Regions from separate parts of the Mus musculus genome. Here all the other regions are linked to region 7. The links are chromatin contacts, called in public ChIA-PET, Hi-C and HiChIP or PLAC-seq maps. All regions are on one chromosome and are shown on one strand. Each heading gives the region's core, a stretch centred on a gene start, on an enhancer-like site or on the middle of the called end of the contact. The rest is flanking DNA. Distances are from core to core; before and after follow the strand shown.

The links. Hi-C and Micro-C count contacts between places; a contact is called where the count stands out from the background. ChIA-PET counts read pairs in DNA pulled down with a chosen protein or histone mark. HiChIP or PLAC-seq counts read pairs in DNA pulled down with a chosen protein or histone mark.
Region 1: a contact with region 7 is called in an H3K4me3 HiChIP or PLAC-seq map of forebrain, with 4 times the contacts expected there. The contact joins the enhancer-like site here to the promoter of Mdga1 in region 7. A contact is called at or near these places in 3 of 484 Hi-C or Micro-C datasets (the N1E-115 cell line, bone marrow-derived macrophages and embryonic fibroblasts) and 6 of 115 datasets of contacts at active chromatin or transcription factors (craniofacial prominence, embryonic forebrain, embryonic midbrain and 3 more).
Region 2: a contact with region 7 is called in a Hi-C map of CD8 T cells, with 5 times the contacts expected there. The contact joins the enhancer-like site here to the promoter of Mdga1 in region 7. A contact is called at or near these places in 5 of 484 Hi-C or Micro-C datasets (CD8 T cells, cerebellum, embryonic stem cells and 1 more) and 2 of 115 datasets of contacts at active chromatin or transcription factors (astrocytes and memory CD8 T cells).
Region 3: an H3K4me3 HiChIP or PLAC-seq map of forebrain shows a contact between it and region 7, with 5 times the contacts expected there. The contact joins the enhancer-like site here to the promoter of Mdga1 in region 7. A contact is called at or near these places in 1 of 484 Hi-C or Micro-C datasets (cortical neurons), 8 of 115 datasets of contacts at active chromatin or transcription factors (craniofacial prominence, embryonic basal ganglia, embryonic forebrain and 5 more) and 3 of 9 other capture datasets (adipose tissue, embryonic stem cells and liver).
Region 4: a contact with region 7 is called in an H3K4me3 HiChIP or PLAC-seq map of embryonic forebrain, with 5 times the contacts expected there. The contact joins the enhancer-like site here to the promoter of Mdga1 in region 7. A contact is called at or near these places in 2 of 39 promoter capture datasets (the 3T3-L1 cell line and the C10 cell line), 4 of 484 Hi-C or Micro-C datasets (the N1E-115 cell line, cerebellum, cerebral cortex and 1 more), 10 of 115 datasets of contacts at active chromatin or transcription factors (astrocytes, embryonic basal ganglia, embryonic forebrain and 6 more) and 2 of 9 other capture datasets (adipose tissue and liver).
Region 5: a contact with region 7 is called in an H3K4me3 HiChIP or PLAC-seq map of forebrain, with 4 times the contacts expected there. The contact joins the enhancer-like site here to the promoter of Mdga1 in region 7. A contact is called at or near these places in 2 of 39 promoter capture datasets (the 3T3-L1 cell line and the SN4741 cell line), 7 of 115 datasets of contacts at active chromatin or transcription factors (embryonic basal ganglia, embryonic forebrain, embryonic hindbrain and 4 more) and 2 of 9 other capture datasets (embryonic stem cells and liver).
Region 6: a contact with region 7 is called in an RNA polymerase II ChIA-PET map of memory CD8 T cells, with 36 read pairs. The contact joins the promoter of Pim1 here to the promoter of Mdga1 in region 7.

Annotation. Positions count from the first base shown.
Region 1 is chr17:30,345,770-30,348,469 of GRCm38.p6, forward strand. All of the region lies in intron 6 of Btbd9 (BTB (POZ) domain containing 9), which reads right to left. Among named protein-coding and RNA genes, the nearest start is that of Btbd9, 230 kb to the right of the region's middle. Within about 2 kb of position 1,407, at least 68 of the 459 cell types and tissues checked have an H3K27ac peak or open chromatin away from gene starts, as enhancers often do. A contact at or near this core is called in the N1E-115 cell line and forebrain, where this site is marked.
Region 2 is chr17:29,393,006-29,395,705 of GRCm38.p6, forward strand. No RefSeq gene overlaps it. Among named protein-coding and RNA genes, the nearest start is that of Fgd2, 33 kb to the left of the region's middle. Within about 2 kb of position 1,271, at least 158 of the 459 cell types and tissues checked have an H3K27ac peak or open chromatin away from gene starts, as enhancers often do. A contact at or near this core is called in CD8 T cells, memory CD8 T cells and pro-B cells, where this site is marked.
Region 3 is chr17:30,387,754-30,390,453 of GRCm38.p6, forward strand. All of the region lies in intron 6 of Btbd9 (BTB (POZ) domain containing 9), which reads right to left. Among named protein-coding and RNA genes, the nearest start is that of Btbd9, 190 kb to the right of the region's middle. Within about 2 kb of position 1,313, at least 17 of the 459 cell types and tissues checked have an H3K27ac peak or open chromatin away from gene starts, as enhancers often do. A contact at or near this core is called in cortical neurons and forebrain, where this site is marked.
Region 4 is chr17:30,279,236-30,281,935 of GRCm38.p6, forward strand. The region is part of intron 8 of Btbd9 (BTB (POZ) domain containing 9); the gene reads right to left. Among named protein-coding and RNA genes, the nearest start is that of Zfand3, 280 kb to the left of the region's middle. Within about 2 kb of position 1,261, at least 65 of the 459 cell types and tissues checked have an H3K27ac peak or open chromatin away from gene starts, as enhancers often do. A contact at or near this core is called in astrocytes, embryonic cerebral cortex and embryonic forebrain, where this site is marked.
Region 5 is chr17:30,367,432-30,370,131 of GRCm38.p6, forward strand. The region is part of intron 6 of Btbd9 (BTB (POZ) domain containing 9); the gene reads right to left. Among named protein-coding and RNA genes, the nearest start is that of Btbd9, 210 kb to the right of the region's middle. Within about 2 kb of position 1,435, at least 9 of the 459 cell types and tissues checked have an H3K27ac peak or open chromatin away from gene starts, as enhancers often do. A contact at or near this core is called in forebrain, where this site is marked.
Region 6 is chr17:29,489,363-29,492,062 of GRCm38.p6, forward strand. It overlaps Pim1 (proviral integration site 1), which reads left to right and starts at 1,423. Exons shown (of 6, transcript NM_008842.4): 1 at 1,423-1,863; 2 at 1,963-2,069; 3 at 2,158-2,208; 4 at 2,303-2,669. The coding sequence starts at 1,782. It overlaps Gm26885 (predicted gene, 26885), which reads right to left and starts at 2,182. Exons shown (of 4, transcript NR_168683.1): 1 at 1,815-2,182.
Region 7 is chr17:29,887,325-29,890,024 of GRCm38.p6, forward strand. It overlaps Mdga1 (MAM domain containing glycosylphosphatidylinositol anchor 1), which reads right to left and starts at 1,254. Exons shown (of 17, transcript NM_001368423.1): 1 at 123-1,254. The coding sequence starts at 189. Gm41559 (a long non-coding RNA gene) reads left to right here and starts at 2,577. Exons shown (of 3, transcript XR_003952341.1): 1 at 2,577-2,666.

The sequences.
Region 1 (2,700 bases), core at 157-2,656, 460 kb after region 7:
TGACACTTGACGTTTGGATTACCAGAACCTTATGAGACCCTGTGAACCCTGACCTGCACTTTTATGCCTTCCCTTCAGCATAAGTCTTTTCATTGGTTTCATCTCCTTTCTTGGAGAGTTCAACCTCAGTGTCTAGGCTGCTTACTGATATTCTGATTCCGCTTTAATACAGCAACTCTCTAACAATACTTCCTATTCTCTAACTCTTCCTTCTCATGGCATTCTTGGTATAAAACTGCTGTTGTTTGTTAATCTCTCTAAAGATGGCAATGGCTTTTTGAAGTTTTCATTTCCCTATATACAAGCAAACAAACAACAGAAACAGGCAACTGTGGGCAAAAGCCCCCTTTTAGGTCCTTCAGCTTACCTTCTCATGGGCTGGCCAGATTAACTAGGGAGAGATCTCTAACTCGCTGCAAGGAAGAAGGATAAGGACCGAGATGCTAGTGTTCTGGAAGCAAGTCATAAAGCTGGACCCAAAACTGCCCATCTCTGTGCATATGGGTGTGTGTGTGTGTGCGCGCGAGTGTGTTAGGGTATTAACAATGCAGGGTTCTGTCTCTACAAGTGATGAGTTCACCCCTGAAGTATGGCCCTTCTTAACTGTGCACCCCTGGCTTAGCATGCTCTTATTTTGCCCTCATCAGTTAAGTTCCCAGTTTTGCACTCTGGCTGGGGAGAACGGTCAGGTTGTATGCAGTGGGGAAGTGGGCACTGGTCCTCCTCCCTTCAGCCCTTTCCTGCCCGGTGCACTGTTGGTGCTGTGCAGGTGCCTCGTGCCTTTCTGAGGGTGCACTTGTTCATGGGCTTCACAGTTTGCTCTTTTCCATATGATCAGGGTTTATGTCTACACAGCCTTGCTTGTGTTTTGCTAGGGTTCTGTTCTGAAGGGTGTGAGAACTGAGGTATGTTCACGGTGTGACCACCACTAAAGCCTTCACTACCTGTCATAAGGGAATGCCCATCTCTTTGGATATTCAGAGTTCCAGCAAGGACCTGTAGGGCCTTTTGCAGTCTGAGACCTGTAGCCTTCAAGTTTCTGTGGCCACTTGAAAACTGGTAGGCAGGACCATTTCCATCTCCACTTCAGCCTTCGGGCTACAATTCTATTCCTTATCCATTCCCTTCCAACTGCCTCTCCAGCCTCTTAGCCCCAGTCCTCCTACCAGGTCCTCAAATATTTGTCTTAGCCAACAGAGCCATTTCATCTTCTAGGCTGTTATTTTCACTAATTAAATGTCCGAACAAGGAGACATCCAGACAGTCCTATAAATTATCACCATTCTGCGGGAAGATTCAAACGACTGACTAGTTTTGTTAGCCGCAGTCTTTCTCCCCTGGGTAGAAAGGGGGATGTGTTAATTCCCACTGGGTAAAGATAAAGTAATTCAGCTCATCGGCACACTGCCACAGCTGCACAGATGGCCCCGGCCGCTCTGTTTATCTTGATAACTGTGGAAAACACCATCTCCTCCCCTTGCCTCTCTCCAGCACAATCACCAGCTCCACATGTACACCGGCTGATTGCAACCCTCTGGAGCAGAGACCTGTCTGGTGTTCTTCCTGCATATCTGCCATGCACCCTTCCTTTGTTGCTGCCGCCTCAGATAACAGCTGCTGCAGGGTACCTGATAGACTCAGCTGTGGGTCCTCTGGATGCTCCCAAATACCCCAGCTCAGCCAGCTGCATCAAAGCAGAGCCGTGGGAAGTAAGCACGAAAGGAGGCGGAAGCGCACAGTCACACCCTCTTTAATCATTATACCTACTGCAGCAGCTGTAGCAGCAGGAGGCAGAGGCCCGGGGCAGGGATGCAAAGATCTAATAGCTCCTGGCCTGCCAAGGATACCTTCTGGGATGCCAAGTGGGATGCCGAGTGGGATACTGGGAGAGCAAAACCCAGGGAGAGTACATCAGGACCCACTGCCTTAACTACTTGATCAGGAAGCCCAAGGAAAGCATTAGACGGGCTGTTCTCCTGGGCTGGAGTGAGTCACACAGGAGTAAGGCCAGACACAATGTTTTCAATCTCTGTTGCCTCTGTCCATCTCAGTACAGTCCAGTTAAACATAACGGCCACCATCCTTGTATGTCAGGACAAGTCTCACATCTCAGGACACTGCTCAGTCTCAGGAAACCGAGTTCATCCAGGCCACCAGCAGCCACTTCCACTCTGGAGGCACTGAAGCCGAGTTGATTCACATACATCTCACTCAGCACCTCCATCTTTCGGGCCCACTCACTCCCACCCCACAGCCACTCCTTGGCCTGTACCACACAGTTACAAACAAGGGTGGCAACGGTCAAGGCCTGCTTGTGCCTGACCTGCCCCAGAAGCCAAGGCTATGTTGACTCAGCTCACCCAGTTTCTTTTCTAGAGACCCTGTCAGAAGTGCAAGGCATGGAGCCCACAGAGCTGAATCAAAACAACCATGGCAGAGACTGAAAATCAAGCTTGTCTCAGTGTACAGGGAAACAGCGCCTCCCTGAATAACTTCACTGCTAAAGCTTAGAAGGACAAAGCCAGAGAACACTCCCTGGCCCAGGGCTGGATAATTCTGTGTGAACATCACTCTGGCTTGCTTTGCCCTCCCCTGCTCTGGCCAGCATCAGGCCACTTCACTGCTTACTATCAGGGAGGTAGATGGAAGGCAACTTCTCCACTTGAAGGCAGATTTCTCAGGAAGAATGCTCAAGCTCTG
Region 2 (2,700 bases), core at 21-2,520, 490 kb before region 7:
GAGTGGTTGGTCCCCATAACCCCTGGGTAGCTGCCAGGGATGTTAAAGGGCCTGAGCGAGTGTCCAAATGCTTTGGTAGACCCTATATTTAAATACAACCACAACGTGTATAATTTACACAGCCACGCTATGATTGTGCAGTTAACATTAGATGGATACTTAATAACTCCATTCTTACTATTGGAACATGGTGCGAGAACGGGATCCTGAGAGGTGAGTTCTGAGTGCTAGTGAGAACACTTGATTTCTTCAAACACAGGGAGTTGTCCTTGAAAAGGTACTTTTGTGCCCCTCACAGATGTAGCAGATAGGAGCGCGTTTACTTCAGATTATTTATTACAGCTGGCTATTATGTGTTTATATGCCTCCATGGAAAAGCACTTTTGCCACGTGTGGACAAGCAGCACTTTACCCTACGCTTGCGACTGCACCGCCCACCATGTGATTGGACACTTTACTCACGTGACTCAGAGTTTAGCTTGTCTGCTGCTCTAAAACTGGCTGTTGGATGAGCCTTTAGTCCCCTTGGTTTTTTAGGCTCCACTATCCCAGGTTCACACCGCCAATCAGAGTGCTAACCGCCTATCAGATACTATTCTATTGTGGAACCAAGACTAACCCCTCCCCTGCTGTGGCTGCAGACCTGTCAGTGGCCTGGGGCATTGTGACCAGAGATTCAGTTGTGTACCCTTTAAGACTCTTCCAAGGAAATCCCAGTATATGCTGGAGGGAAACCCCATCAAAGTACGCAGGAGTCTGTGTCAACACCCAACACTGTGGGTACAGGGTAGGTGGGGGTGTGGCTTCCGGCTGGCTTGCCACTAGGCCAGAAAAAACCCCACAGATCTGGGGTATGACTGTCCACCTCAGAGTCCCATTGTAGAGCTGAGCTTGTAGATGCCTTTTGAGCTCCTAAGCCAGGCCTGACATTGGAAAGTTGTAGAACTTAAGCTCTTGGCCGTACTCAAAGGTCCATGAGCATGAGTCTCCTCCACGCAGAGCCTTGTGGGAGACCGAGGATGGGGCTAAAGGGGGTGGGGTTCCTGGTGCCCCAGGTGCGAGAGCAAAGGATCGCCTACTTTTAAAAACAAAAACAGGACATTAGTGAACTATAAACACTCCAAAGAAAAAAGAATAATAATGGTATATTATGACATTTCCCCAAAGCTGTTTATCTGAAATTCCGATTTAACCCCACCACCGCCACAGCTGTGCATGCTCTACCACAACAGCCTGAGTCATTCAGCCGGTGACCTTCAGGCAAATGTTTTTTTTTTGAAGGGAAACAGCATCACGGTTGGGGGAATCCCCAGCTGTCATCAAAACATGTGTTGGCATAGTAGAAACCCCCAAATAATGTCGTGAGCTGGAAATAGAAAAGGTGACAAGCCTAAGTGCCTTAGGGCGGGTAGGCTTTAGGACTTGGAAGGTGTCCACAGCTGGAATGCTGGCTCCTTCTGCACATCTGGCTGCAAGTGTGGGAGAATAGAGAGAGAGAGAGAGCAGACTTTCTAAGCAGAACCTGTTGAGGGAAGAGTCTCCTCCCAAGACAGGCTCCCAGCTTTAGAAATGACGACTCTGTCTCTTTCTTCACGGACACTTTGTGGGGATTATAAGAGGAAGTGAGTCTGAAGCGCTTGGGACATGGTTGCCACCTGCAGTCAATGGTGGCCATTCTAAGTTGCTGTTTGTTGCCCAGGTGAGCTCTCTTAAGATCCTGTGACTCACTGGGCAGTGGCAGGGCACATCTTTAATCCCAGTACTTGGGAGGCAGAGGCAGGCAAATTTCTGAGTTCAAAGCCAGCCTGGTCTAGTTCCAGGACAGCCAGGGCTAAACAGAGAAACCCTGTCTCAAAAGAAAAAAAAAAATCCTGTGACTCTAGGTAAGGAAGGAACGTACCTCAGCTGGTGACAGTGACTCCTACATGCAGGAAGCCCTGGGTTGGACCCTCAGCACTGAGAGTGGTGGTACTTGCCTGTGGTCCCGCATTTAAAAAGGTGAAGGCCAGAGGAGGTTTAGGGCTTCAGAGGTTCCCCTTGAGGCTAATGTAGGCTTCCTGAGACCTCTCTCTCTCTCTCACTCTCTCTCTCTCTCTCTCACACACACACACACACACACAGAGAGAGAGAGAGAGAGAGAGAGAGAGAGAGAGAGAGAGATGGTAGGAACGGTGTATATTCTTTAGTCATAAGTGGTTCTAGGTCAGGACCAGAAGCTACAGGGATTTCTCTGTCTCTGCTCTGATTAGATTTTGCTTTTTGTCAGCAAAGTCTGGAGAAAGAGACTGCAGCTTAACTTTGAGGGTCCAGGATATGAGCTCCTATAGTAGCCCCTGAGTGTGTTGGTGGGACCGGGAGCAGACCTGGAGGATCTGGAATGGCCCCAGAGAACACAGCTCACTTCCTCTTGTGCCAGGCCCACCCAGAGGCCCCAGCAAGTGCACTTCAGTTAGAGCCTAGCTGGGAAAACCCCTGGAGTACAATTTCTCTTCCTTCAACACTCGGGTTTCTTAGAATGAAACTGAAAGCCCACAGGAGAAACTGCCACTTCTCCTTCCCCAGAAGGAGGAACTTGGACTCCCCTGACAGGAAAGTTCGAGTGGGGCTTCTGGGAATCCACCACCACTTCCGTGCTGAGGAAAACCGCAGGCAGGGGTGGGGGTAGGCTAGGGGACCGCTGCGGACCGGTCACCATCTTCA
Region 3 (2,700 bases), core at 63-2,562, 500 kb after region 7:
ACTCCATTTAAAAATAAACAAAGGAGCTGAGTAAGACATCTTCCCAGAGATGACGTACACTTTCAACATCAGCAGGAAGAGGTACGCCACACACAGCACTGCTCTCCAGGAGGAGCCAATCAAGAGCACGGAGTGTCCATGAGCATGAGGACAACCACTGACAGTGTGTTACAGCAGGCGGCTCCGAGGCTCCCCATGAAAAACATTATAGCCGCTCCTCAGAGAGGTCAGCACTGAGCTGCTACAGCTACAGCCACGACAGTAACCTAGAAAGCTCTACACATGCATCTACACAGACACTGGACATGGGTGGTTCCTGCAGCTATTTCAGAAAAGCTCAAAGATTCCATTCCAAGAACCACCTAACCGGCTGACAGGCCTCCTCCTACCACTGCTGACCCTGCGGTACACCGTTATGTCACAGGCGAGAGGGAAGTGCTGCTACTCATCACAGCACAGCCAAAGCTCGAGAACATTTCAAAAAGTAAAATAAGAAAAGACCTTTGGTGTGTAAAGCATATCTCATTTTTAAAAGTGTATCTAGAAAATTAGTAACAAAATAAAGCCATTCATTTAGATTACTGACCCATTTTCTCCCAGCCCCCTCAATCCTGGGTCTTTAATATCTTAGTACACCGTTACACCAAAGTGTGTAAACTGAGCAGGTGAAGGAACAGAACACATGGATGTGATCTTATCCAGCTCAGTCTGAAATAAAGGTGCATTCACTGCTGACAGCTGATCCAGGACAATAAAAGTCAGACTGTAAAGACAGAAAGCCGCAGAGCAGAGCGAGTGAGGAAAAACCCATCCCAGGCTACCAAATACACAGACCTGTCAGCCTGGCATGCATTGAGATCTTACTCTGCCAAACGCAAATTCAAAATAAATATCAGGAATCTAGACAGAGGGAAGCTCAAACAAGCAAAATCATTTCTAGTTGTTAATGCAGATGAGAGAAAATAAACAGATGTGTTTTGTTCTGGGCTTGTTATTATCAAATTGGCACAGGCTGGAAGGCAGGGACACAGGAAGAGCACTGGGGGGGGGGCATGAAATGATGGGGTTCAGCTCACACCTCTATTTCAGGGATATTCAGAAATTACTTCACGGATAGAGGTCAGACCTTCTAGTGTTTGTCAATTCATGCTGCAAGAATGAGGCAAGAAGCTCAGCTGCGACTGCTTGGACCCTCAGTGCTTCCTGCCCAGGGATACAAAGGGATCCTTGGCTCTTCCACACACTGAAGGAGTCAGTCACAATGTACGCATCTCCAAACCAGACAGAAACTGCCTTCTGCTCCTGGCTCAGTTCTAGGATATACTGTGATGCTGGCTTCTGTCCAGAGTGTGCTGAGGAAGGACCTCTGGTGCCTCCACAGCTAACCTGGGCAGGACCGAAGCTGCATGCATCTCTCTCACTTTCAACCTTTTACAGAAAACAGAAGCTCTGTAACTGAAGATAATTTGGAAATTGGCATGAGAATTTAAAAAAAATAAATCCAATTGGACAATTATTGTAAGGCTCCTGCCAACTTTTGGTTCCTTGCCACAGAGAGTAATGATTCCTGCCAGTCACTAGGAAAAGAATAGCTTCTAGAAAAGCCAAGTTTTGATGAAAAAAAAAAAAAAAAAAACCCAGTAACCCTGCATCAGCACATAGCAACTTGTAGGGAGCTGGGGCTCTGCAAATCAGATTCAAATTCAGGAACTTAATTTTTGCTTCTGCAAAGGAGTTCCAGGCTGGGAACAGAGCTCGATGGTAGAATGTTGCCTAGAGTGTGTGAGGCCCTAAGTTCACCTCTCAGAGTAATAAGCAAGCAAACAAACCAACAAACCAATGCGAAGTTCCTGGCAAAGAATAATTATCATATGGCCTTTGCGGTGCAGACCATGGATAGATAACACGTGCTTCAAGGGCAACGCAAAGACCTCAAGTTATTCTGTCCAAGTTTATTCTGTAATGTTGAAAAGCAAAAGAAACAAACCCAAGCCAATACAGGCAGAAAGTAGCCATAGCCCCCATATGTTTCCACATTAAAGAACTAAACAAATTGGGTGTGGTAGCACTCACCTCTAACCCCAAGACTATGAAAGCAGAGGCCAAGAAAGCAAAGTTCAATTCAGCACCTAGGACAGTTCCCCAAATGCCCAGTGAGCTGAGACATTACACTCTGAACACTTTGAGAGAGTAAGCTTTATGAAGGTGGGAGGGAATTGGGAATCAACAGAAGCCTGTAGACTGTCTCTGTAAGAGGATCATTTTTGTTTGTTTGCAACAGAGTTTCTCTGTGTAGCCCTGACTGTCCTGGAAGTCACTGTAGATTCAATTGCCCTGGGTGTTAGGATCCAGGCATGCACCACCCCTGCCCCACTGTTAGAGGATCTCAAGAGGCATGTGCTAGAAAGCTGCTCACACCAAGTGGGCCTCCAAACTGAAACCTCAGCCAAGCAAGCTGGTCCACAGGCGCCTGTGAAGGACAGGGCCAGTGAGGGAGGGGTACCTAGCACCTTGTCTCAAAAAGCGAGACTACATGCTCTCAGTTAACCATGAAGAGCAGCAGCCAAGCTTTAAAAAAAAAAAAAAATCTCTGAATTGTACCACCATCACCAAAGTTTCAGCAAGGCACACAACCACAGTATACAGAACACACAGTACCATCCTCTTGTGTTTCCTGTCAGGATTGATGCTCAGGAAGAG
Region 4 (2,700 bases), core at 11-2,510, 390 kb after region 7:
AGCATACCCCTCCCCCTCCACCCCACTATCAGAAGCCATTTTCAAAGAGGCAGACTTTATCCTACCAGAGAGATTCACAGCCGCAGATCAGGTCTGTGAATGACTGCCACAGACCTCATTACCTAATGAGCACCGAATAAACGCCTGGTGACATTACCGGTTGGCTCCTCCATCTCCCCTTATTCTTACAGTGGAGTCTCCCTAAAAACAGCGAGGTGCTGGCTTTTTATAAAATTGATTAACAGATGTGATTCTGCTTACATCTTCCATAAATGCTCTGGCTGGTTGCATACCATTGATTACCCGGGGCTCAGTTTACAGCAACTAATTGCTCTCCTTGCTGCTGTTTTGATACAAAATTCGATACTGAATATGATTTCAAAACTCTTGTCTTTGTGGCCTGAGTCAGAAGTGACTGGAGGCAAACCCAGTGGACTCAGTTTTCCCTTCTTAAAATAATTGCTCTCTCATCAGTCTGTGAAGAAAGTTTCCAAATTGTAGCATTCTAATTGGAAAGCCTGCATTATGCATGCGATGACAAACTGCGTTGTGCTGAATGGCAGTTTTTTTTATCCCTTTCTTAAAGGATTAATTCCATAGCAGACCGTGAACAATGGCTGAAGCCTAACAGGAGAGATCAACAGCTTCTCCACTGAATTGGGGCCTTTAGACCAGGAGCAAGGGCCTACTGGCCTGTTTCTAATTGCCTAGTGTCTGTGGTAGCCTCCCTGGAAGACATGGAGACACAACACACTGTTGCTGTTGCTAAGAACTTCCTCATTCGGGGAAAACAGCCAACCAAAGCAAGATCAACAACCAGGCTATTAGTGACGTTATACATTATTGAATTCACTTATAAATGGTCAGTCAAAGACATTCATAACCTCAAAAAAGTATAAATAACATTCTTAGACAACCAACCTTTAAGTTCCTCAGAAATATTGTCTTTCACTAAACATTTCCAAAAATTCTTTACCAGGCACGAAGCACCATTAGGTAAATCTTCGAATCTACTTAAGCTCACCCCATGACCTTCAATGTGTGCCTTGGCTGGGTACCTGGGGTTCTTTCAGTCTCAAGCTGATAGCCCTCTGCATATGTACTGGAGGGCTTGGATGACTGTGCGCCACATGGCATTCTCTCTGAAAACTGCCTGCAGTCCCATTTCAAAACGGTGTGGGAGTTCCTGGGCCCAGTGTGTCCTGCAATCCTGGTTGCAGCCTAGGAAGCAGACGCTTGCTGAGCTAATCACACTTCCTGCCTCAAAACCAGAGGGTGTGGCCTCAATTGGCCCTGCCCCTTACATGAGATAATGAGGAGGCGAGGAGGCAGACACTCCTGGGCGGCACCAGGAGGGAAGGAGCCGTGGACACCTAGTGGGGCTGCTGCTGACACAGGCAGGCCCACCATGTGCCACCAGGGTTCATGAGAAATTACCCAATCACAAGGAAGCTCCCTTTATGGCTTAAACCATCTTTACTTGGCTTCTGTCACTTGGAACCAATCAAGCTAAGAGCACACTTGAGCAAGGTCTTCCTGCTGCAGGAGAGGTGGTTTCTGTAGAGGTTGAGAGAGGCTGGACTGAGGTGTGGGATGACAAGGCGAGGGGTGAGGACTGGCTCAGTGAGGGAGCTCTGCAGGGACTGGACTGTGCACTGACTAATTACCAAGCACACTTCAAAACCACCAAGCAGGGGGGTTGGGGAGCTTGACCAGAGGGAAAAGGAGGCCACAGTGCAGGTCCAAGGATCCAAGGGGCAGGGAAGTACTGTGTACTACTGGGCTGAGGGGTAGACTGAAGCCAGAACAGAGATCTGGAAACAGATCAGATGCTGCAACCAAGTGGGGATCTAAGGCACTTGAGCCTCATTGAAGAATATAGTTCTCACTGTTCTGGTGCAAAGAAGACAGACACAATGTGAGAGCCCTTCTCTGACTCCTATGGTCAACAGGGGCAGACAGCCAGTGCAGCTATCTGATGTTGCTCCAGACTGACTAGTGATAAATGGAGTTTCCCACAAATGAGAGGGTTTCTTGTTGTCTGCCATGGCATCTGATAGTGTGCCTCTCCTCCGGTTAGGAGCAGGGTCCAACTGAGCAGAGCTGCTGGAGGACCCAAGTCCAAAATGAGATCCTCAGCAGAGTCTGAAGAGGACAAACGCTGCCCTGAAGATCCCAGAAATGAGAAGACTGAAGGAGCTGTGGCCACAGTGGCCAGGCCTCCAAGGACACAGCCTCCTAGGGCAGAAGGAACACTGGACTTCTAGAATCAGGAGGGAACTGCAAGCCGCTCACCAGAAGGAAGGTGTTCTTGGCAAGTACACTAGGCAGAACCCATCAAGGCCTCCACGTACTGTGGGACGCTGCTTAATCTCTCAAAGCTAGGGCACCTTCTGTTACACTTACAGCCAGGCGGCTGACAGGGAGAGCTGGGAAGGGCAGGGTCCAGCCTTCCTTCTAAGGCATTCTCAGATGACCTGACTCTTCCACTAGGCCTTACTTCTAAAAGGTTCCTCCATCGATGAAAACATCTCTGTGACAAAATACTTGAGGTCATAAGCTTTAAAGAGGGTCAGCTTTCTTTTGGCACACAGGTTTTTGCCGTTTTTGCTTTCACCTTGATCTCTCCATGCAGACCAGGCTGGCCTCTAACTCACAGAGATCTGTGTGCCTCTGCTCCCAAGTGTTAGGATTAAAGGT
Region 5 (2,700 bases), core at 185-2,684, 480 kb after region 7:
TGGAAAGAAGCACTCACTTAAAAACGTAAAGAAGCCAACAGAAGGATGACTATCACGGCTCCTTCTGCTCGGTGGCCTTTGTGCATTCTGAAAGAACTGAGCAGAGTACACTGAAATAAAAGGCACTGTGCTCTAATGTCAAAGTATAATACATCTAAGAGTAGGCTTAATAAAATATGATGTAATGGAAAGATCTGCAGTAAAGAAGACCAAATAAATGGAAAGGTGCATCATGTTACTGGCTAGAAGGACCGGTGTGGGAAAGATGACCACCACTCTCTCTGTCCCCAAAAGCTGGACTGTTGACCTTTTAAACTGAGTGGAAACGAATCTCCATTTTACCATGTCTCATGGAATTGACTGCATGCTCTAGTCTTCCTAAAATCTGTATGTTGAAATCCTAATCCCCAAAGTGACAGCTATTAGAAGCTGGGACATTGAAGGTTACTGGGTCATGAAGGAGGAGACCTTAAGGGGGGAATTAGCACTTTCAGAGACTCTGCTATGGGGTCCCAGCGTTCCTCCAGAGACAAAATGACAAGAACCAGATGGCAGGCCCCCATGTGCCAAATATGTGGTGCCTGCATCTTGGATGTTTCAGTTCTAACTTCGTCTTGTCTATAAAGACTCATTTATGATGTTGTATTTACACAATCTGAATAAATTAATATGCTCATTATTTTAAATAAAAAATAAGACTGTCTTCTTTAAAGTAATACTGCTTTGAAGAAAAATATAAAAGAATATCCTTAAAAGGGCTTCTAAATTTTTTTAATTAGCAAATGGTTCAGTGAGTAAAGGTGTTCCCCTCAATGTCTGAGAACCTGAATTTGAACCTTGAAACCCACATGCTGGAGAGAGCCAATTTCTGCAAGCTGTTCTCTGACTTCTTCATGCACCTCCATACATACATGTATACATAAAATATATAAATGTAAAGTACTTCAGGTATTTTACCCTATGTTTTAAATGTGTTCATTCCAAAATTCAGAGCTTAAAGCCAAATAGCCAATGGGACTGAAGTAAAAGGTGGGTCCTTTAAGAAGTGATTAGATAATGAGATTTCCTCCCATTGTGAATACACACACACACACACACACACATACACACACACACGATCCAGAGATAGAGACTGAGATGAGAAGGCCCATAGCACAGAATTTAGTCTCTTACTGCAGGCCTGTGCTGACAAACTAAGGAAATAACTAGGAATGTGGGAAGTGGGGGAGGGGATTTATTCTCCCATGTCTGAGGATGAATGAATGGCTGGGCAGAAGCAGTGCCTTTGTTGGCCTATCAGCCTGGCAAGCTTGGATGTTTAGTGTGGGATGCTCTAATTTCTTGGTGGCGCCTTGCTGTTTTTCCTCACAAGAGCTGAGCATACACAGGAACACAGCACTCTTCCTGCAGGCTGGCAGCACAGGGAAGCTCTAACCTTCCCTTAGCAATGGGAGTATGTGAGGCACGGTGGTTCTGACTCAGTTACAAGATAAGTGTGCAATTAGCACATATTCTGTCCTTAAATCTCACCTTAAAAGTATTCCTTATTCTTTTAAGCTTGCAATTGATTCTTTCTATAAAATGCCTTGTGATACTGTGAATTAGACTATATAAAAATAAAGCATACTGCATTATATAAAGTTTTACTGCATCTCTGCTGTACCATCAGATGTGCTTGATTCTGTCGGCCTAATTTGTATATCTTTATACTCTCTGAGTAGTTTTCGCCTTATGAAGAATTCAATAAAATGGAATTAAAAGAGACAAAGATTGCTGTCAGATATAAATCCCTTTTTATCTTTCCTCTGAGTCCAGGCCTCCACAAATGGTTCTTTTTTAATATGCAAAATGTACCCTGCCAACAAAAGCCTGCTTAGCTCATACAGAAGCTAGATGAGTTAGCATTTAAAACTATCATAATCCATCTCTGTAAGATATGAAGTAGAAGGTCTTCATAAACAGTCACAAACTGGGAAGGAAAATCAGAGTGTTCAGGCTGGAGAGGACCAGGAAACCGTCTGAGTAGACTAATATATGGTAACTCTGGAATGAGCTGAAACTTCACATGACAATACCTGATTGAAGCAGCCAATTCAACAGAAAACATTCCTGGGATAAAAGAACTTTGAGGCTACCGGGGAATTTGTCTTATCTTGCATGGAATATACTGGCAGAAACGTCCTGCTCTCCATCAGAGCTAAGCATGTATAAACAGCAACACAAAGCTCTTTCCTTTCCTTTTTCTTTTTTTTATATTTTATTTATTTTTTTATTTTGGGGGACAGCTCTAACTACGTAGACCAGGTAGCCTTGATTCTTCCTACCTTGAACTCCCAAATACTGGGATTACAGGTTTGTGCGACCAGGCCCTTCGGGAAACTAATGTTCTATATCAGTATAGAAACTGCATCACGTTTGCGTTGATCTCAACTATCTGAAATTAGGCTTTAGCCTCAGTCTTTGGTTAAGTGTGCAGAGCTTAAGGTCAACTTCCACACTCTGAATGCACTACTCATGATCTGTAATGACACGATCACAAAAGCTCTATCATTTTAACTAGCAAAACCAGCCATCAGAACAGTATACACATGTGTATTTAGTGTTAATATCTGATTATTCACTTTCAAGCAGAGGTGAGCAACACAGGTGAAACTGGGTATGATAATTTCAAGTCCTTAAAATATTCATTACATTTCTCAT
Region 6 (2,700 bases), core at 173-2,672, 400 kb before region 7:
CTAATGACTACATCCACAACAGGCTCGTTCCTCCTTTAAAGATCTCTCAGACCTAAGAACAACAACAAAAATAACGAACAAGGGGTGTAGCTGGCTGTCCATGACTCTGGCCACCAGTATCTCAGTTTATATGGATTACACAGAATGAGAGTTTACCCATTTCCACACGTCGTTATCAACTCTCCATGAAGTTCAAAAGGACAAAAGATGAAAGCGGACTCGGCTAGCTTTCCGTGGTATTTCCACGTGCATGTGGGGACTTTCCTTTGAGACAAGGCTGGGGTGGGGGCCAATAATATCTGGTATCGCCTGACTGCTAATACCAAGCTGATGAGAAGGTAACTACCGCAACAACCTCTGATTAAACCCAGCGGCACCCTCCCACCCTCGCCCGCGATCAGGAATTTTCCTGCTCCTCCCGCCCTCTCAGAAGGGGCTGAGGCAGCATTTGGCAAGAGAAAGCTAACGTTTGTGTCGTGATTTCCTCTCTCAGGCGCTCGGACATGGACCGAGGGGATCAGGTACCCCGGGTCCCTTCTAATTCTCTCTGCATTTCTAAATTGAGAATCTTTGTCACCGGCTCCTCGCATCCCAGGTCTCCCCCACTTTTCCTCGCAGGCCTGTGACTGGCCTCGGTGTGCAAAATGCCGGTGACTCACGTCTTGCACAGCCTTCGCCCCCAAAAACACAATCATCACCCCCAGGATCTAGCCCACATAACATCGTCAACCCGCCCCAGCAGCCTTGGAGGTCTCCGGGCTGAGTCACACCAGAGGACCACCCTGGTCGGCATCCACACACACGCGGTCCCTACTCATGGCTTCCGCGCCCGCCACACCAACGCCCTTCCATTTCTCACAACTTGCTACGCTCCAGCTCCAATCCTCGACCCCCCTCCACAACCCAAATCTCCGGGAAACACAGAGCCGGCAGAGCTGGCCTCGGGCGGCCTTTGATGGCTTTGTTATTGTTTGGGTTTGAATCGATACGCCCCTCCCCATCCTTCCTCCCCCGCCCGCGCGCGCCACCCAGCTCCCGCCTCCCTGCACGCCCAGCGCCCCTCCCCCTCCGTTTTGGCGCCTTTTCCTTCCCGCCACGTCGTGGCGGCGTTAGCGACCATTCTGACCGCGAGGCGAGAGGCGGGGCCCGCAACGCCTTATGCAAATAGGGCGTCTTCTGGTTGGCTGAAGCCGCGCCCGAGGGCGGGGCCGGGGAGAGGGGTGTAGCCGCGAGGGGGCGGAGCGGAGGGGAGCGGCCCTGGTCCCGCCGCCTCCCCGCCCCCTCTCCGCCCTCCGCCGCCGAGCCAGCCCGGCTCCCCACCTCGGCCTCCCGGAGAGGCCCCGCCCCGTCCCCGCCCGCCGCGCGCGCCCTCCCCAGCGGCGCGCTCCGCCCCTTTACTCCTGGCGGCGGGGCGAGCCGGGCGTCTGCAGCAGCGGCCGTGGCGGCGGAGGAGGCTGGAGGGGAGTCGGCAGTGCCGGCGGCGGGATCGGCAGTAGCAGCAGCAGCAGCAGTCACAGTCAGCAGCAGCCCTGGGTCCCGCAGCGCCTCTCGCCCTGCCGCCTCCCGCACTGCCTGACCCAGCCGGCGAACCCGCCCGCGGCCAGCCCCGCCAGCGCCCTCAGTCGTCCTCCGACTCGCCCTCGGCCTTGCGCGCCAGCCGCAGCCAGAGCCGCAACGCCACCCGCAGTCTGAGTCCCGGCCGTCGGCTCAGCCCCAGCTCGCTCCGCCGCCGCTGCTGCTCGTCCCGGCACCGGCGCCGCACCGACACCCTGGAGGTGGGGATGCTCCTGTCCAAGATCAACTCCCTGGCCCACCTGCGCGCCGCGCCCTGCAACGACCTGCACGCCACCAAGCTGGCGCCGGGTGAGTGTCCCCACCCCACCCTGGGCGCGCGGGTCGTTGGGACGCCGGGAGACCCCCGCGTGGGTCGAGCGCGCTGAGTGTCCCGTGCCTCTTTCCTAGGCAAAGAGAAGGAGCCCCTGGAGTCGCAGTACCAGGTGGGCCCGCTGTTGGGCAGCGGTGGCTTCGGCTCGGTCTACTCTGGCATCCGCGTCGCCGACAACTTGCCGGTGAGTGGGCAACGCCGCCTCGGGGAGGGCGCGCGGAGGGATGCTTTGAGCAGGAGGGTCTGATGGAGACTCGGGGGTCTTCTTCCAGGTGGCCATTAAGCACGTGGAGAAGGACCGGATTTCCGATTGGGGAGAACTGGTGAGTGAGCCGGAGCCAGAGACCCTCTCATGGGTGGGTGGGTGGCGACGGGCGTGCCGGAACCGGCGCGCTAACCCTCGCCCTCACTCTGCAGCCCAATGGCACCCGAGTGCCCATGGAAGTGGTCCTGTTGAAGAAGGTGAGCTCGGACTTCTCGGGCGTCATTAGACTTCTGGACTGGTTCGAGAGGCCCGATAGTTTCGTGCTGATCCTGGAGAGGCCCGAACCGGTGCAAGACCTCTTCGACTTTATCACCGAACGAGGAGCCCTACAGGAGGACCTGGCCCGAGGATTCTTCTGGCAGGTGCTGGAGGCCGTGCGGCATTGCCACAACTGCGGGGTTCTCCACCGCGACATCAAGGACGAGAACATCTTAATCGACCTGAGCCGCGGCGAAATCAAACTCATCGACTTCGGGTCGGGGGCGCTGCTCAAGGACACAGTCTACACGGACTTTGATGGTGAGCCAGGCCCCGGGGAGGGAGCTGCCCA
Region 7 (2,700 bases), core at 4-2,503:
AGGCGAGGGCGGAGACGCGGCCATCAGTGCATCCACCAAGCCCCGGCAGCGCGCACTTTGAGCAAGATCTTGTAAAGTTTCCGGGCGGCTCCGCCAGGGTAGAGCGGGACGCTGGCTCTTACCATAGACTCCTTGTCCCCGACAGTGGAAGGGGATAAGCGCCAGAAGTAGAAGACAGGTCACCTCCATCTTCACGGCCAGTGCTTCATCCCCGCGAGGCGGCGCAGCCTGAGAGGCGGCGGGGGGCGCATCCGCCGGGGCACCGCTTTGCCCTCTGCGTTCCCTCCTTTTCCCTGAGTCGCGACGGAGAGGGCGGCGACCGAGACTAGGAGTCTGAGCAAGCCGCGACTCGGCTCTGTCCTCTTCCCACAGGGCGGCTGCCCGGGTGGAGACGCAGGGGGCGCTGCCCCAGACCTTGAAGCCTCTGCGCACCGGGCGCAGCAGCCAGCTCCCTGGCCCAGAAAGCTCGGCCACCGAGCAGTCCTAGGTCCCCAGGGCTGTCCACCGAGGGTGCTGAACGCGGGGGGACCTCTCTGCTGCGGCGGCCGCGCTCCGATCCAACAGGCCACCGATGCCTGACAAACTTGTCTTTTCCCCGCCCAGGGGACGCCCCTCCGCGGAGCCAGGCCAGGAGGCCCGGACTCTGCTTTGGTTAATCCGCTGGCTCCAGTCCTGCAGTAGGTGTGGAGGGCTCCGCAGCCCGACCCAAGGGAGCCGGGCTGGGCGCCCTTCCCGGAGGCGAGGGCGCCGGGTCCCGGTCCTCTGGAGCGCTGGAGCAGCGAGGACTAGGTTCGGCAGCGGGGCGAGCGCTCCGGGTCCCCGAGTCCGCGAAGTTAGCCGAGCCGCCGCCGAGGAATCCGGGGGAGGCGATCGCGTCCCGGCGCCCCCGCGGGAATCCAGAGAACGGTTCCAAAGCAAGAGGGACCGCAGCCAGCAAGGGAAAGAGGAAAGTTTGAGTCCTTTGAAAATAATTCGCGCTCTTGCGGAGGCCCGGGCTCAGGAGCTGCTGGCCGCCTCCTCTCTCCCCGCTCCTCTCCCGCCGTCTGGCCGCCGCCGTGGCATTCCCGGGCTCCGCGATCTCGGGAGAGCGGGGCTGCGCCGCGCCCCAAGTTGGGCGTCCCCGCCCCCCTCCCGGCGGCCTGGGCCCGAGAGGGCCCCAGCGGGCGGGGCCGGGCGGGCTCCGGGGCACCGCGGCCACTCCGGCTCCGGGGCCGCGGGAGCGCTCCGCTCGCTCCCTAACTTGGGCTTCGCTGTGCTGCTTTCTGGTCCCTCCGAGCTTTTCATTCCGCGCTTCCTCCACCTCCCCATCACCACCACCCCGCCTCCCGCTCTCCCTCCTCCCTTCTTCCCTCCTCCCATCTCCGCGATCGGTCTCTCGCTCTCCCACCCTTTGTCGCTCGCTCGCTCTCCTGTTTGATTCCCCTCCAGTTAAAAAAAGGGGAGCCAATTAAAGGCAGCCCAGCTCGCCCGGCCCAGCCTCTGTCCAATTTCCTTGCTTCCCCCAGGACCAATTAGAGAAAACAAAACAGGGCTGGGGGAAGCAGTCTCTCTCTCTCTCTCTCTCTCTCTCTCTCTCTCTCTCTCTCTCTCTCTCTCTCTCTTTCCCCGCCCCCCCCATCTCTCTCTCCCTATCTCCGCCTCCCCCACCAGCCCCCTGGCAGAAAAATGTCAGAAAGCAGCAATGGATCCATCTATCCCGAGGACAGTAGCGGGAACGTGGGTTCGGCGCGGGCTCTGCAGCCGCGCACTCGCACACGCTCTCCGCCCTCCCTTGCACAGCCCAGGCTGGCAAAGCCCTGGCCGGGTGCAAACGCTCGCCGCACGCTCGCCGGGCAAGCACCGGCGGCTGGTTGCTGGGACGCAAGCCTGCAGGGCACTGGACACTTAATGAATGTTTTGCACTTTGGAGAAGGTGATACTGGAGCCTAGGATCGGAGGGAAAGGCCAAGGCGTCTGCTTCTCCTAGACCAGAGCTGGCGCGAGAGGCGGTTGCCTGCTGTCGCTCTGCAGGGATGTTGGCTCGGCTTGGGAATCCCGCCACCTCCACCACCACTACCCGCCCCTGGCAGAGCCCCAGCCCCTTTCCAAGCTGCCTCGGCCTCTCCCCGGGTCGGGCGCCGGGGACGCTGCCAGAGGCACTGAGGAGGAGGACGCGCTTGCAGCTTGCAGTGTCCTAGCTGAGGCCCACAGGTTGCCAACAGGTTTGCCAGCAAGACCCCAGTGCCAGAGCTCCACAGGGACACCCAGGGTCCCCTTCAGCCCGCTTCTCTCAAATCCTGCCTACCCGTGAGACCTCAGGCGTGGCCAAGTGCCCTAGGGGTGCTCGCGCTTCCTGCAGCCAAGCCGGGAAGCCTGTCTCCCCCCACTTCGAGACTCCGTCACCTTAACCCGGCCCTCCCCGAAGCTGTGACCAAGATGTAGTTCCTTCCAGACGCCCTTGGGGAGGGGCGTGGGCTGGGCAGAGAGGCGCACGACCTCCCTGGCGCCTCCGATAGCGTCCTCCCTCCAACCCGGTCCTGCTAATCTTACCTGCTCCACCTGTCGCCGTTATTTATCTCGGCGTGAGCGCAGGGATTGTACTAGAGCGGCCCGTGGGAGCGCGGACAGCACAGCCGCAGCAGCTAACAAGCTCGGAGGTTAGATCCTGTTCAGGATCTGCTGCAATGGTGGGTCCATGACCTCAGGCATCTGTCCAAACTC